Linked DNA regions of Sus scrofa: region 1 is linked to region 2. The links are chromatin contacts, called in public HiChIP or PLAC-seq maps. All regions are on one chromosome and are shown on one strand. The core of a region is the stretch at or near the end of the contact, and the rest is flanking DNA. Distances in the headings are between cores, read along the strand shown. Region 1 holds the start of RFK (riboflavin kinase). Region 2 holds the start of OSTF1 (osteoclast stimulating factor 1).

Region 1 (6,424 bases), core at 1,750-4,249, 1.2 Mb before region 2:
TGCAGTTTCTTCCTAGACCATTTGCTCCCCCCACCACCACTACCTTTGTTTCTTTTTATGGCTGCACCTGCAACATATGGAAGTTCCCAGGCTAGGGGTCAAATTGGAGCTGCAGCTGCAGGCCTACACCACAGCCACAGCAGCAACAGATCTGAGCCACATCCGTGGCCTACACCAGAACTTGTGGCAATGCAGGATCCGTAACTCACTGAACAAGGCCAGGGATCAAACTCACAACCTCATGGAGACTATGTTGGGTTCTTAACCTGATAGCCACGATGAGACCTCCCCATTTGCTCATTTTTTTAATTGTGTTTTTTTCTCATTGTTGAGTTATAAGAGTTCTTTAGATTTATTTTTTATTGTTTACTTGTAGTATGCCCTCTCTCTTTCCTTTACACATCTCTCTAGTTCTACCTCCTCCTGATTCTCCTCTGTGATCTTCCTGCAGAGAGATAACTCCAGCACCAGAGAAGTGTGCTCTTTGCCTACTTGCAGAGGGGGGATGCTGCTAGTGCAGCTCGTAGGGGGAAATGAAAAGCATATTTCCAGTATTTCCTTGGTTAAAAGCTTCAAGTGTCATAAAGACACACAGACCCCCCCCCCAAACTTTGGGTTTACATTTGAGAATGCTGGGTGGCATTCTTTTATAGTCAAATGAGTGGGAAAAATAGTATACCCATTAGGCTACAGAAAATCACATGAATTGTTTCAAGTATATTCTTTGGCCACTGAAGTAGAGTGAAAGCGGTCTGACTTGACTAATTAAAGTCAAGTATTTGAGGAGGGTCCTTAGAGATTAAAGTATTTGAGGGGGGTCCTTAGAGATTAAACCCAAATGGTAAATTCAAGGGAACCCTTGGAGGGCTATTTTATTCTGTAGTAGCTGGGAGCCATTGAGGTCTACTAAGCTGCAGTGGAATAGAGTCAAGCTCCTGCCTTTCATATCCTATGCTGATTACACAGTAATTTTGTATAGTAATTGACATGTCAGTACATTTTTAAAACTTTGAGCCTGACTGCTCATCTTTGAAATTCTCCAGAGTTCCCGTTGTTGCTCAGCAGGTTAAGGACCTGATGTTGTCTCTTTAAGGATTTGGGTTTGATCCCTGGGCTCACTCAGTGGCTGTGGTATGGGCTGCAACTACAGCTCTGATTTGACCCCTGACCCAGTAACTTCCATATGCCACAGCTGCAGCTGTGGAAAAAGAAGAAAAAAGAAAAGAAATTCTTCAAGCCTCCCTTTCCCTCTATATAAATTGGAGTTAATGCTTTCTTCCAAAACCGATCTAAGGATTACATGAGATGGTGTGGTAAGTACTTATTATTATTTCATTTCATTCCTAAAACCACCTCTCCCCATTTATCCCCTGTGACTTTAGTTATTTCATCTCATTTAATTGTGACATTGGAGGAGTAGGACCTGTTGTGTGTGCTTTCCCAGGCTCTCATCTCCAGGCCTTTCTTATCTGGTATATCTCTGATAATGATGCTGCTGCTGAATTGTTCTGATAGACTAAGTCATTTGTTAAGTGCAGTATGTACTTAAACTCCTCAAAGTTATTTATATTCCCATTCAGATGACAAGGACACCTAGATTCAGACAGGGTACTTTGCCCAGAGTTACCCAACAATTAAATGAGGCAAGGCCTGCATTTAAACCCCAGTTTATATAGCCTAGCATCTACGTACTTAACCATTAACTATCCAAAATGCATTTTTGGAGTTCTCTTATGGTGCATCGGGTTAAGGGTCCAGCATTGTCATTGCAGTAGCTCCAGTGACTGCTGTGATGCAGGTTGGATTCCTGTCCCAGGAATTTCCACAAGCCACAGGTGTGGCCAAAAAAAAGTCTTTTATGTGAGGTCTGCTTACTCTACATGCAACTTTCCAAGCATTTTGTCAGGACTCCCATTGGTGTTTTTATAGCATAGCATTGTTATCGGGCTTCCCAACTGGTCTCCCCCACTAGAGGGAGTCTCCCAAGGGCCAAGAGTTTGTCTCATTTGCCTTTGTTCACCCCACCTTGCATTGTGCTAGGCACACACAGGGCTCATTAATTTTTTCTTTCTGCTAATAATTACAGAGCGCTTGCTGTGATCCAGGCACTATGCTAGTATTAGGGAAGTAAAAACAGTCTTGCCAATAAACACCCCTTCAGTACAAATACAGAGAATACAATTCTAACATTGCGAAAGCACTATCAGAGTTACATACATGTAAGGTAAAGGAAAATGACTGCAAAATCTGGACAGAGTTTCACACACATTTGTTGAGAAAAGTAAAAGAGAACAATTTTTTTTTTCCCTCAAGAACAAGGTAAAAGGGTGCATCTTCTGAGCCACCCTGGAAGTATTTCCCCAGGTAATGTTTACAGTTCCAAGGGTCAGAAGGCCTACGAATTTGCACTCCAATAGAGAGCAAGCCTTTCTTCAAGTTTATCAGGTTGTAGGAGAGACTGGGAGGTACAGAAAGAGGGTCGGAAGGTGCCGCATCCCTCCCCCAAAAACTTAGTCCTTGTAATCTTCCGCCAGTCACTGAGATTGCAGCCTTACAGACCAGGCCCTACTCTGCTGGAGCTTACATCCTGGTAACTTCAGATCGTGGTCAAACGGGGTCCCGGGGAGAGGAGATTCACTTTGGTAGGTAGTTAGGAAAAGTCTCTATGAAGAGGTGACCGTTGAGATAGAATTTTCGTTTAATAAATGTTTAAAGAGCGAATGAATGATGAATGACGATCAAAGTGTTAGTTGTCAAGGAGATAAAGAACGTCTCTCTTTGGCGTCAGGACCGTGATGAAAAGGCGAAAGGGAAAAGAAACACTTAGGATTGCCCGAGAACTGTGTTTTCACAGCCCCTAGGCTGAAAATCGGTTCCCCGGATCAGTTCTCATTGCTGTTCAGAGAAACTGAGGAGCGGCGAATTGGCGGGTCGCGGGCTATGGCGGGGGGCGGGGCCACGGCGGGGGCGGGGCTACGGAAGCCGAACGGGCGCTGGGGCTCTTGGTCGGGCCGGGGTAGTGTGCGCAGGCCCGCGGCGCTCGGTGGGCTGGGCGCCCTCCACGCCGGCCCGCCCCGTGAGCTCCCCGCCCACACCCGCACTTAACTTCCGCGGTCGCCGGCGGCGTCCAAGAGCCGAGACACAGCCTCTGAGTTACCGGGTACCTTCTATTGGGTCAGCGGCGTGAGAATACTGCCCACGGCGTGTCGTCCGCGCCGCCCGGCCAGCCGGTCAAGTTCCGTCCTTGTCCCCCGGCTGGTCCGGGGTTCCGGCACCGCCGCGTTGGCGGCCCCGCCGGACGCGCGGACGGGGCCGCAGCCCGCACCCCAAACGAACGGCGTCATGAGGAACCTGCCGTACTTCTGCCGTGGCCAAGTGGTGCGGGGCTTTGGCCGCGGCTCCAAGCAGTTGGGTATCCCTACAGGTGAGCACGGGAGGGCGCAGAGGCCCCCACCCACCCTGGCCCGAGTCACCTGGCGGCCGGGACGTCTGCCGGGGGCTCCAGACCGGGTCGTGGGGCTGCGGTCAGAGGGACATTCCTCTCTGCTGACGCTTTGTGGAGGCGGAGGACCTTTGGTCGGACTGAGGGAGCGCGTCCTCGCCCCCACGGCCTCACCCGGGACAGGGCTTGAGGGATGGAGAGAGCAGGAAGCCAGAGCTGAATTTCGGGATCCACCTTTCCCGCCTCCCCATCCAGCCCTGATAAAGCGGTTAAGCATGGGGCGCGTCTTGCCCTTTAGCAAACGTTTTGTGGGCCCGAGAGGCTAAATGCTCAAGCCAGCCGTAAGGTTTTCTTGTCTTTAAATCTATTAGATTGTGTCTAAATGATGACAAAGGCAGAATGGGAACCAGGTATCTTTTTTGGTCTGTTTACATTAGTTTTCGTAGTCAAAACTTGGAGATAGGCTTAATTCATCCAGCCGCAATACATTCTAAAGTAGTCTTTGAGCTTGTATCCTAAGCATGTGTATTTCCAAAAAATAAGAATCTTTTCAAGAGATTTTAAACTCCTTAAGAAAGAGCAGGGCTCCTTAAGAAAGAGCAGGGCTAAGAAATCCAGCTGTACATATACCTATTTTCTTCTATCCTGAGAGTGTACTTTTTTGGGAGGGCTTAATACCCTCACTGTGACCTGTTACCTTTTACACTTACAATTGATACCTTTTCCCCAACCTATCCATATAAAGAGGAGAAGAAATCACAACAGAATATGAAACAATGAAGTTAATTAATTGTAGACAGAATCCTAAGAATTCTTTGGAGTGTAATGATTTAGACTAGCCTTGCATGTGGTTTTTATAAAACTTTATTGGCTATGAAACTCTTAACACTAGCATCATATTTTCTGTTGTTTAGCTAACTTTCCTGAACAAGTAGTAGATAATCTTCCAGCGATGTATCCACTGGCATTTATTATGGTTGGGCCAGTGTTGGAAGTGGAGATGTCCATAAGATGGTGGTGAGCATAGGATGGAACCCATACTACAAGAATACAAAAAAGTCCATGGTAAGAATTAAGAATTGCATTTCACTCTGACTGAAAATGGAATGATGATTTAGAGTAATGCACAGAGAGAGCTCATCAGTGGTGGCCACAATATAGTCCAAAGACTAGAATTTTGGCAGCGTACTTGAAGGGTTTGAAAGTGAAGTGTTTGGTTACTCTTTGAATGGAATAACTTTTCTGTCCTTCCACTTTCAATATATTTGTGTCTTTGAATCTAAATGGAGTCTCTTATGAAGGATTATAGTTGGATCTTGTGTTTTTTTAACCAACTCTGCCTTTTGATTGGAGTTTAATCCATTTACATTTAAAGTAATTACTGATAAGAATGAACTTAAGCTGTTTTGCTATTTTTTTTTTTACTTTAGCTTTTTTGTCCCCTCAGTTCCTCCATTACTGGTTTGTGTGTTTGGTTGATTTTTTTTCTTTTTTCCTTTTCTTTTTTTGGCCACACTCATGATGTATACAAGTTTCCAGGCTAGGGATCAAATCCAAGCTGAAGCTGTGGCCTATGCCACTGCAAATCTTTTTTTTTTTTTTTTTTTTTTTTTTGCTTTTTACATCTGCAGCCATGGCATATGGAAGTTCCCTGACTAGGGGTCAAATCAGAGCTGCAGCTGCTTGGCCTACACCACAGCCACAGCAGCATGGGATCCAAGCTGGGTCAGTGACCTACAGCACAGCTCATGGCAATGCTGGATTCTTAACCCACTGAGCAAGGCCAGGGATCAAACCTGCATCTTCATGGATACTAGTCGGATTCATTTCCACTGTGCCACAACAAGAACTCCTGCAGTCAGATTCTTAACGCATTACATCACAGTGGGAGCTCCAGGTGGTTGATTTTTTTTTTTTTTTTTTTTTTTTTTTTTTTTTTTTTTTGTAGTGACACCTTTTAATTCCCATCTTGTTTTCTTTTGTGTATTTTCTATAGATATTTTCTTTCTGGTTACTATAGGGGCTGCATTTAACATCCTAAAGTTATAAAAACCTCATTTGAATTTATACCAACTTAGTATACAAAAACAAATTACATTTTTATACCTTGTGTGCCCAGTAACATAGATTAATAAATTTTTATGCATTTATCTTTTAAATCATGGAGAAAATAGACAGTGGCATTATAAACCAAAACTAAAATAATTAATTTTTATAACTACCCATGTGTTTACCTTTACTAGAAATAAAAGTGAAAGTTGAGCTTGCTACAGTTAATGTAGGTCATCCACTCTAATTCTTTGGTCACCCTGTTAAGGTAGAAGTGCTTACTACATGGGTGGTGCTTTCTGATAAAATTTCGAGGTGATGCTTTTTTTCCCCTCTTTTAAACCCCTTTGAGGGTGAACATATTCCTCTGTTCTTTTCACCAGAACCACACAGCTTAAATGCTTAATCTGCTAGATATGGCTGAATCTTTTGGTCAGCTCAGGTATGTGGCAGAAACAGTGTTAAAGTTGATCTAAATTTCATCCTCTTCGAAGAGTTTATAGAAAAAAAGTGTGTCATAGTTGGAAAACCAGCTAGAATAGTGCTGGTATGAGCAATAGAAATGGCCTACAGCTACGTAACATTGTGCTCGATGTTTCTCTTAATTTTACCATTAAGGATGTGTTGGGATAGAGTTGATGAAAGAACACAAAATATTTTTCTGTGGAATGAGGAAGGAAATGAAGTACAGGAGGCTATCCCATGACTAATTTTTCCTCATTGGCTACTCAGATAACAGAACTATTACTAGAGGGCCAGTTAAGGAATGCCTTTTTTAGAGTTTTTCTTTTTTCTTTCCTTTGCTGACAGACATATATGATGTGCCTGTTCAGGTCTTTATCCCTTCTAAAAAATTTGATTGTCTCTTTTACTGACTTAAAGAGGTTCTTAATATATTCTAGAGCCAAGTCTTTTGTTGGAAGTATGTATTAT
Region 2 (6,419 bases), core at 1,745-4,244:
CCATAAGTCCCCTGTCCTTCCTCATCTAGCTCCCTCCTTTCCACACAGCCTTTGGAACTGAGTCATGATGTTTTGCCCAGATCATGCTCTGTAGGGAGCTCTAGGGATGACCATTATGATGTCCCACTTGTGTTTCTTTGTAGAGCTGTCTGGTCCACTGAAACACTTTAAGAGAACTCATGGGGAAAGCTCATCTCAGATCTCAGTACCATTAAAACAACTCTTCTCAGAGCAGGGAATACATTTTAATTTTATGAACACTGGGAATCTTGTAACTGATCTCTTCTCTCTGCTTGAAGCAGAGAAATAAATCTACAAGCCTCCTTTAGAAATTCTGCAGGACCTAACAACATGCATATCTATAAGCTACCTTTCCTTCTGATTTCCTCTTATTAGTCTTCACTCCCTCTGTATGACCCTACCTCCTTCACCTCTTCTTTAACTCTCATTTGGGATGAAGCAGGGTATAAACAAACCAAGAAACCAAAAATTATATACATCTGTCCCTTAATTCCAAGCTTGCTTTAGACATTTTCATCCATGTAGTTTGCCTGCATGACAAGAAAGTAAAGCTCAGCAGCACTCTCCCTGCTGCTACCAACCAGGGGGTGACCTTTATGTCCATTTCTGACAAGAAAGTCTGACAGAGGATCAGAAGGGCTGTCCTTTCTACTCCTATGCACCAGTTCTAAAATACACACATGATGACTGCTATGAATGGTATGTTGTGATGTGATAATAATATGGTTAAGGGCCCTGACTCTGGAGTCAAACTACCTGGGTTCTAATCCTGTCCACTTCCCAGGGCAGGACTCAGTGGCTGACCTTGGGCAAGTAACCTAAGCTTTCTATGCCTTGCTTTCATTTCCCCATCCATGCAATGGGAACAATAAAGGTACTCACCTCACAGGATTATTGTGAAAGGTAAATGAGTGAACACATGCAAAGTGATTAGGTCAGTGCCTGGCATACAGTAAATGTGGGTCAGTACCAAAATAGGACAGTTCTGTTTTCAATTGAGCCAGGCCACACAAAGTGTCAAGTCAGACTGAAAGTAGGATTTCTCACTGTAAATTAGTAAACTAACAGATCAGTTTCTAGGGTGACCTTATTTGAGTTTGGATCTCATTTATAAACCAGTGAGGACCCTGAATAGCAGTCATTTTCAATCATTTGCTTTCTGATTTGCTGAAGAGAAGAAAGCAGTAGGGTCAGATAACAAAAATGGTTCCTGAAAGTGTATTTACAACTGGTCACAATGTGATCCCTAAAGCACACCAGTGCAAACACACAAACACACCACGTCAATGTCCCTTCAGGAGCAGCAGGGACATAGCTTAAGGTCTAGAGATGAAAAACCTCCTGAACGGCTCCTCAGGACCTTCTTTAAAATAAAGTATTTTGTTTAGCTATTAAAGAATAACTCTACTTTGTTGAATACTGCATGTCCTGATTTACATATGAGTTTAGGGCACTGCCAGCTCCTATATAGGCACCTCCTCTCATACGCAAACTCCATGAAATTCCACAGCTAAAGAAGCACAGAGCCCAATTCCAGCCATGTCCCTACCTTTGCTCACAGCAGAACCAAAGTCCCCAAAATTTCCTTCACACCCAGCCCACCAACATTTAAGTCCTCAATGAACGACCATGCCATACATGTACCTAATTTTCAAATAAAATGACTGGAAACTACCACATGTGAGGGCAAACAAGGGAAGATGGAGTGCTTGACTAAAATTTAGGAAGATCAAGAAAATATTATCTTCCTAAACAAGGTTACTTTGAAATTGACCTAGATGGCTAAATTTCAGCCTGCGTTATACTGATGTTACATGAGAATGGAAGAAAAAAACTGAGAATTTATCTTCCATTTCCTATGTTTTCTGTACCTACCTACCGGATGAATGCATGAATGAGTCTGTTACAGTACTGAACTGAAATAATTAATTCCCTCTTAAATTCTCCTTTCTCCATATCCCAGGAAATATTCTAAGGATAAAATAAAAATGAACAAGGACTACAAGCGCTCTTTAGCGCTGCTTTGAGGAACTTAGTAATCTCATCCTCTCCAATTTAGCCAAATTCATTAGGGGAGTGGAGGCAAAGGACTTGTATTGCCTGATAAAATGACACTTCCGAATAGCAATTGCTGAGATTATCCTGCCACAGCCTAGATTCTTCTAGTCCGGAGTTCAAGTACACTTTTGTAAAAGCTTTCCTCAAGATCTCGAGGTCAATTTTCGAACGCAGCTCCTCTCAAAAGTCCCAAAGAAGACCCGCTCACGCACCCCACCCTACAAGCAGCGCACTTCCCGTTCCCTTTGGCCGGTCAAGAACTCAAACTTGACAGTGACACACACTGAAAAAAAAAAAAAAAAAAAAGAGGAAGTGGCTAAAAACCCATTTCAAGACATTTATTTTTTTTCCTAAGGGAGATCAATGGCCCTGTCTTCCAGGAAAGCTTCAATGGGACGTAGCCTTCGCATCGCCTGGAAAGTTGCCGCTAATGACAATGTTGCAAAGCCAAGCGTGACTCCTCTTCAAAAATAAAATTTTTTAAATTCCTCGAAAATCTTCTTGCTATCCAAACTGATCGCCCCGCTACAGCGAACGCAGCAGCAACGCTAACAACTCCTATCCCGGTGGGTCCCTTTTCGAAAGCGAGGCTGGGGCCGGGTACGTGTCTGGTTTGCCCTGCCAAGTGGCAAAGGGAGCGCAGAGCACCGCGGCGGCCAGGGGACCCGCGAGCACCTCCCTTACCTGGTTTGACCGGTTTGGGTGGCGGCTTCGACATCTCTTCCTGGAGCGGCTGATCCTGTAGACCACGCACGAAAAGCCAAACGAACGCCCCTCCACTCGGCACTCCGGGCGCCCCAAAGTTTCTTTTTGTCTGGCTTGCATCGGGGCGCCTTCAAGGACCTGCGTCCACCCTTGGCAGCCAGACAAGCAGAAGCTGGCAGAGCCGCTCCGCGCAGTACCCCGCCCCGCCCCGCGGCCGACAGACCCGTCCGGAGCGCGCGGCCGGACAGATGAGGAAGTGGCCGCCGCTTCGCCGAGCGCTAATTGGCTCCCCTGCTGCCAGCTTCCCCGAGGCAGGAGCGCGGGAGGCGCGCACGACAGCGCGCGCGGCGGCAGAATCAGCCGGAGCCGAACGGGGGCGTCGTAGGCTCGCGCCAGGGCCAGCCAGGGGCGCGCGGCAAGGAGGGGAAAGGGCTGGACTGTGTAGGAGCGCGAGCGCGCGCACGCGGCCACGCTCTCCGGAGTCCCGCCCCGCCCAACGCCGGCTGGAGCCGGGCGCCGCGTCCGCTCCGGGTGGGACGGAAACCTGGGGTTTGTCACCTCTACCCTGGGCCACCTCTGACCCGGGAGGGGCGCGGGGGAAGGACTTGTGGGCGTCTCGGTTAACGAGCTTCGGGGGTTGCGGAGGGTTAGTGAGAGGCGTGCGGTTGGCAATTGCTTGTGCCGCTCTGCTTGGGAGCACTCGAACTGGCGCTGGGTGAGTACCTGATAGACCCCGCCGCGCAGCGCCGACTCTCTGGGGCCAGGAGGTATTTCCACAGTGTTCCAGCGCTGGAGCCCGAGCCTGGTTGTGTCTTGAAAGCCTTGTTGAGGCTCCTACCACCATAAAGGGACTGATCCGTGGCCTGCCCAGGAGGACGTGTACTCGTGATGGTGTGGTGCTCTCACGCCCCCTAATAATCCTTAAAATGGGAGTCTGCCTTCTAGAGACCGTTCAGGTTGTTGGGAGAAGTCACTGGGGCAGAGTCAGGTCATGATCCCTAGGGCAGGAGAAAATTTTTATTTCTGTAGCATTGGATTCGGCTAATTGCGGCCCCCTTGCCGCCTGTTATTGTACCACCTGAGAATGGTTTTCACATTTTTTTAATGGCTTAAAAGAAATCAGAAGCAGCAGATTTTTTGGCACGTGAGAATTATATGAAATTCAGATTTCAGTGTCCATAAATTTTATTAGAACACAGCCACGCTCATTTGCTTATGTATTGTCTCCCGCCACTTTTGCTGCCTAACAGCAGAACTGAGCAGCTGCCTGCAAAGCCGAGAACATTCACCATAACAGTACTTGGCAGAGCAAGTTTGCCCACCTCAGATTACCAGATTGAATCTCCACTGGGAGGCTGGGGCATAGGAGAAACACTGTGTGTGTTAAACTCAAAACAGCACAGGCTATATCATAAACTAGTTGTTTGTTTGGAGGAAGAAAAATGGGAAATATTTTACATGAGACTCTATGTAAAATGAACCTTCAAAGTTTCCCCTGGGGTTAATGAAAGAATGATTCCAAGAGAAAAGGGCATGGGTCGTGTATTCAGAAACACCAGCCTTGGGAGATTGCTGTTTACTGAAAGGGAGCAAAGTTTAAAAAATAGGAGTTCCCACTGTGGCCCAGTGGGGTGGACAGTGTCTCTGCAGCAGCAGGAATGTTTGATCTTCTGCCCAGCACATTGGGTAAGGATCCAGCCTTGCTGTAGCTGTGGCATAGGTAGCAACTCCAGCTTGGATTCATCCCTGGCCTGGGGCGACCAAAAAAATTTTTTTAATTAAATTTAAATTTTTTTAAAATTAAAAACAGTAGAAGACTTCCTTGTCACATAGAAGGTTATCAAAATATGTAATAAAATAAATGGATGGGAAGTCTTGAAACATTACACTTTTAGAAAAACCAGGCTGCTCTTTATACATCCTGAAAAGCCCCCTGTTTCCTTAGCTAGCTGTCATCCATTTATACTAGGGAGTTGCTGTCTTTCTTATAATCTGTTGATTCCACCCGTGCCACCTCTGACAATTTGGCAGTTAGAATCCAAAATGTACCACATTTAGTAGTGAAATAATTTAAATATCATAAACACATACCAGCTATGGAAAAAAGGACTGAACAACATATTTTACTTAGAGTTTAAAAAAAGCATTAAAAAAATTACTCAGTTTGGCTTAGCTCTTGGCTATCTTAATCTGTTCTCCTCAGCCTTAGCAAATTCTCTCAGCTGTTAAAGAAAGCCTTGCACTTAATGGGCAAATAAAGTACAGTTGACTCTTAACACAGGTTTGAACTGGTCCAGCAGTACCACATAATCCCAGCTTGATTGAATCCAAGGATGCAGAACCTTAGATACAGAGGGCTGGCTATAAAGTTAGAAGTGGACTTTTTGAATGCAAGGGGGTTGACATCCCCAACCTCCACATTGTTCAAGGGTCAACTGTACATAAATATCACACAAGACTAGAAGTGTTAGGTATTCCTGGTAATTGGATGCCCTGGTTTGATGAGGCTGGAAAAGTGCAAATGGTTGGACATCCAGTGATTTACAGTTTGTAGGTGATTGAACTTGTGTTGGACTGATTGAAGTCTGATTTTTGAGTAGTTCTTAAAGAGGACAACAGGCAGTGAAATAATAGAACATGGTGTGGAGATGGACAATGCTAGGCCTGAACTTGGAGTTCACCTGAAGATGCCCTGTGGACCCAACACTGCTTTGGAAATAAATGGCTTCTGGAATTGTTGTGCCTACCCCATACCCATTCAGCCCCCAGCCATAGGGGTTTTTTTGTTGTTGTTTTGTGTTTTTAGGGCCTCACCTGCAGCATATGGAGGTTCCCAGGCTAGGGGTCCAGGTGGAGCTGAAGCTGCCGGCCTATACCACAGCTCATGACAGTGCAGGATCCTTAACCCACTGAGCAAGGCCAGGGATCGAACCCGAGTCCTCATGGATGCTAGTCGGGTTTGTTAACTGCTGAGCCATGACGGAAACTCCCCAGCCATAGATTTTGCTTCTGCTTCTCTCCATTCCCTGCCCCTCCCACCATAGTGTCACCTGTTCATTGCTAATGGACTGTGCTCAACATTTACCCAAACACTGTCTTGGACAGGCTAAGACTGCTAACTAATATAGAAATGAGGGTTCCTATTTTGGTTAAAACGCGTGTTTGATCATGGAAGTTCCCTCCCAAGCCCAGGGGATTTTAGAAGTAGATTATTGACTCTCCCTCACTATTGGTTTCTCAGTTGTTAGATTTTCCACCCAAATAACCCCCTCAAGCCTATTTCCAGTGCTATAGCCACACTGCCTTGTTTTTACATGCTGTATAATCGATCCAGCATCCTCATGTCTATGCACAGATGTGGCAGGAAGCACAGGATCAGTAGCAGTCTTTGCCATTCAGCAGGCACAGCAAATACACACCCCGTCAATAATACATCAATAAAAATGACATCAATTATATACAAAACCCTCACAAGACAGCACATGTACAATGTCCTTTCTTTGCTTTTGGTAATAAAGTGCATTTTAGCAGATTAGAAAGCAGTTAGGAAGCTATCTTGCTTGGTTTAGTTTTGTTTCTAGTTTTCCATTACTCTTTGTGATCTTGAGCAAGTCACTCTATTGTCTGGGCCAGCT

Evidence for each region. HiChIP or PLAC-seq counts read pairs in DNA pulled down with a chosen protein or histone mark.
Region 1: an H3K27ac HiChIP or PLAC-seq map of alveolar macrophages shows a contact between it and region 2. The contact joins the promoter of RFK here to the promoter of OSTF1 in region 2. A contact is called at or near these places in 1 of 5 promoter capture datasets (liver), 1 of 47 Hi-C or Micro-C datasets (heart right ventricle) and 1 of 2 datasets of contacts at active chromatin or transcription factors (alveolar macrophages).

The regions. Positions count from the first base shown.
Region 1 is chr1:229,333,652-229,340,075 of Sscrofa11.1, reverse strand. RFK (riboflavin kinase) reads left to right here and starts at 2,999. Exons shown (of 5, transcript XM_003121967.5): 1 at 2,999-3,424; 2 at 4,357-4,389; 3 at 4,392-4,507. The coding sequence starts at 3,343.
Region 2 is chr1:228,138,734-228,145,152 of Sscrofa11.1, reverse strand. OSTF1 (osteoclast stimulating factor 1) reads right to left here and starts at 2,994. Exons shown (of 10, transcript NM_214005.1): 1 at 2,764-2,994. The coding sequence starts at 2,797. It overlaps NMRK1 (nicotinamide riboside kinase 1), which reads left to right and starts at 3,263. Exons shown (of 9, transcript XM_003121961.4): 1 at 3,263-3,499.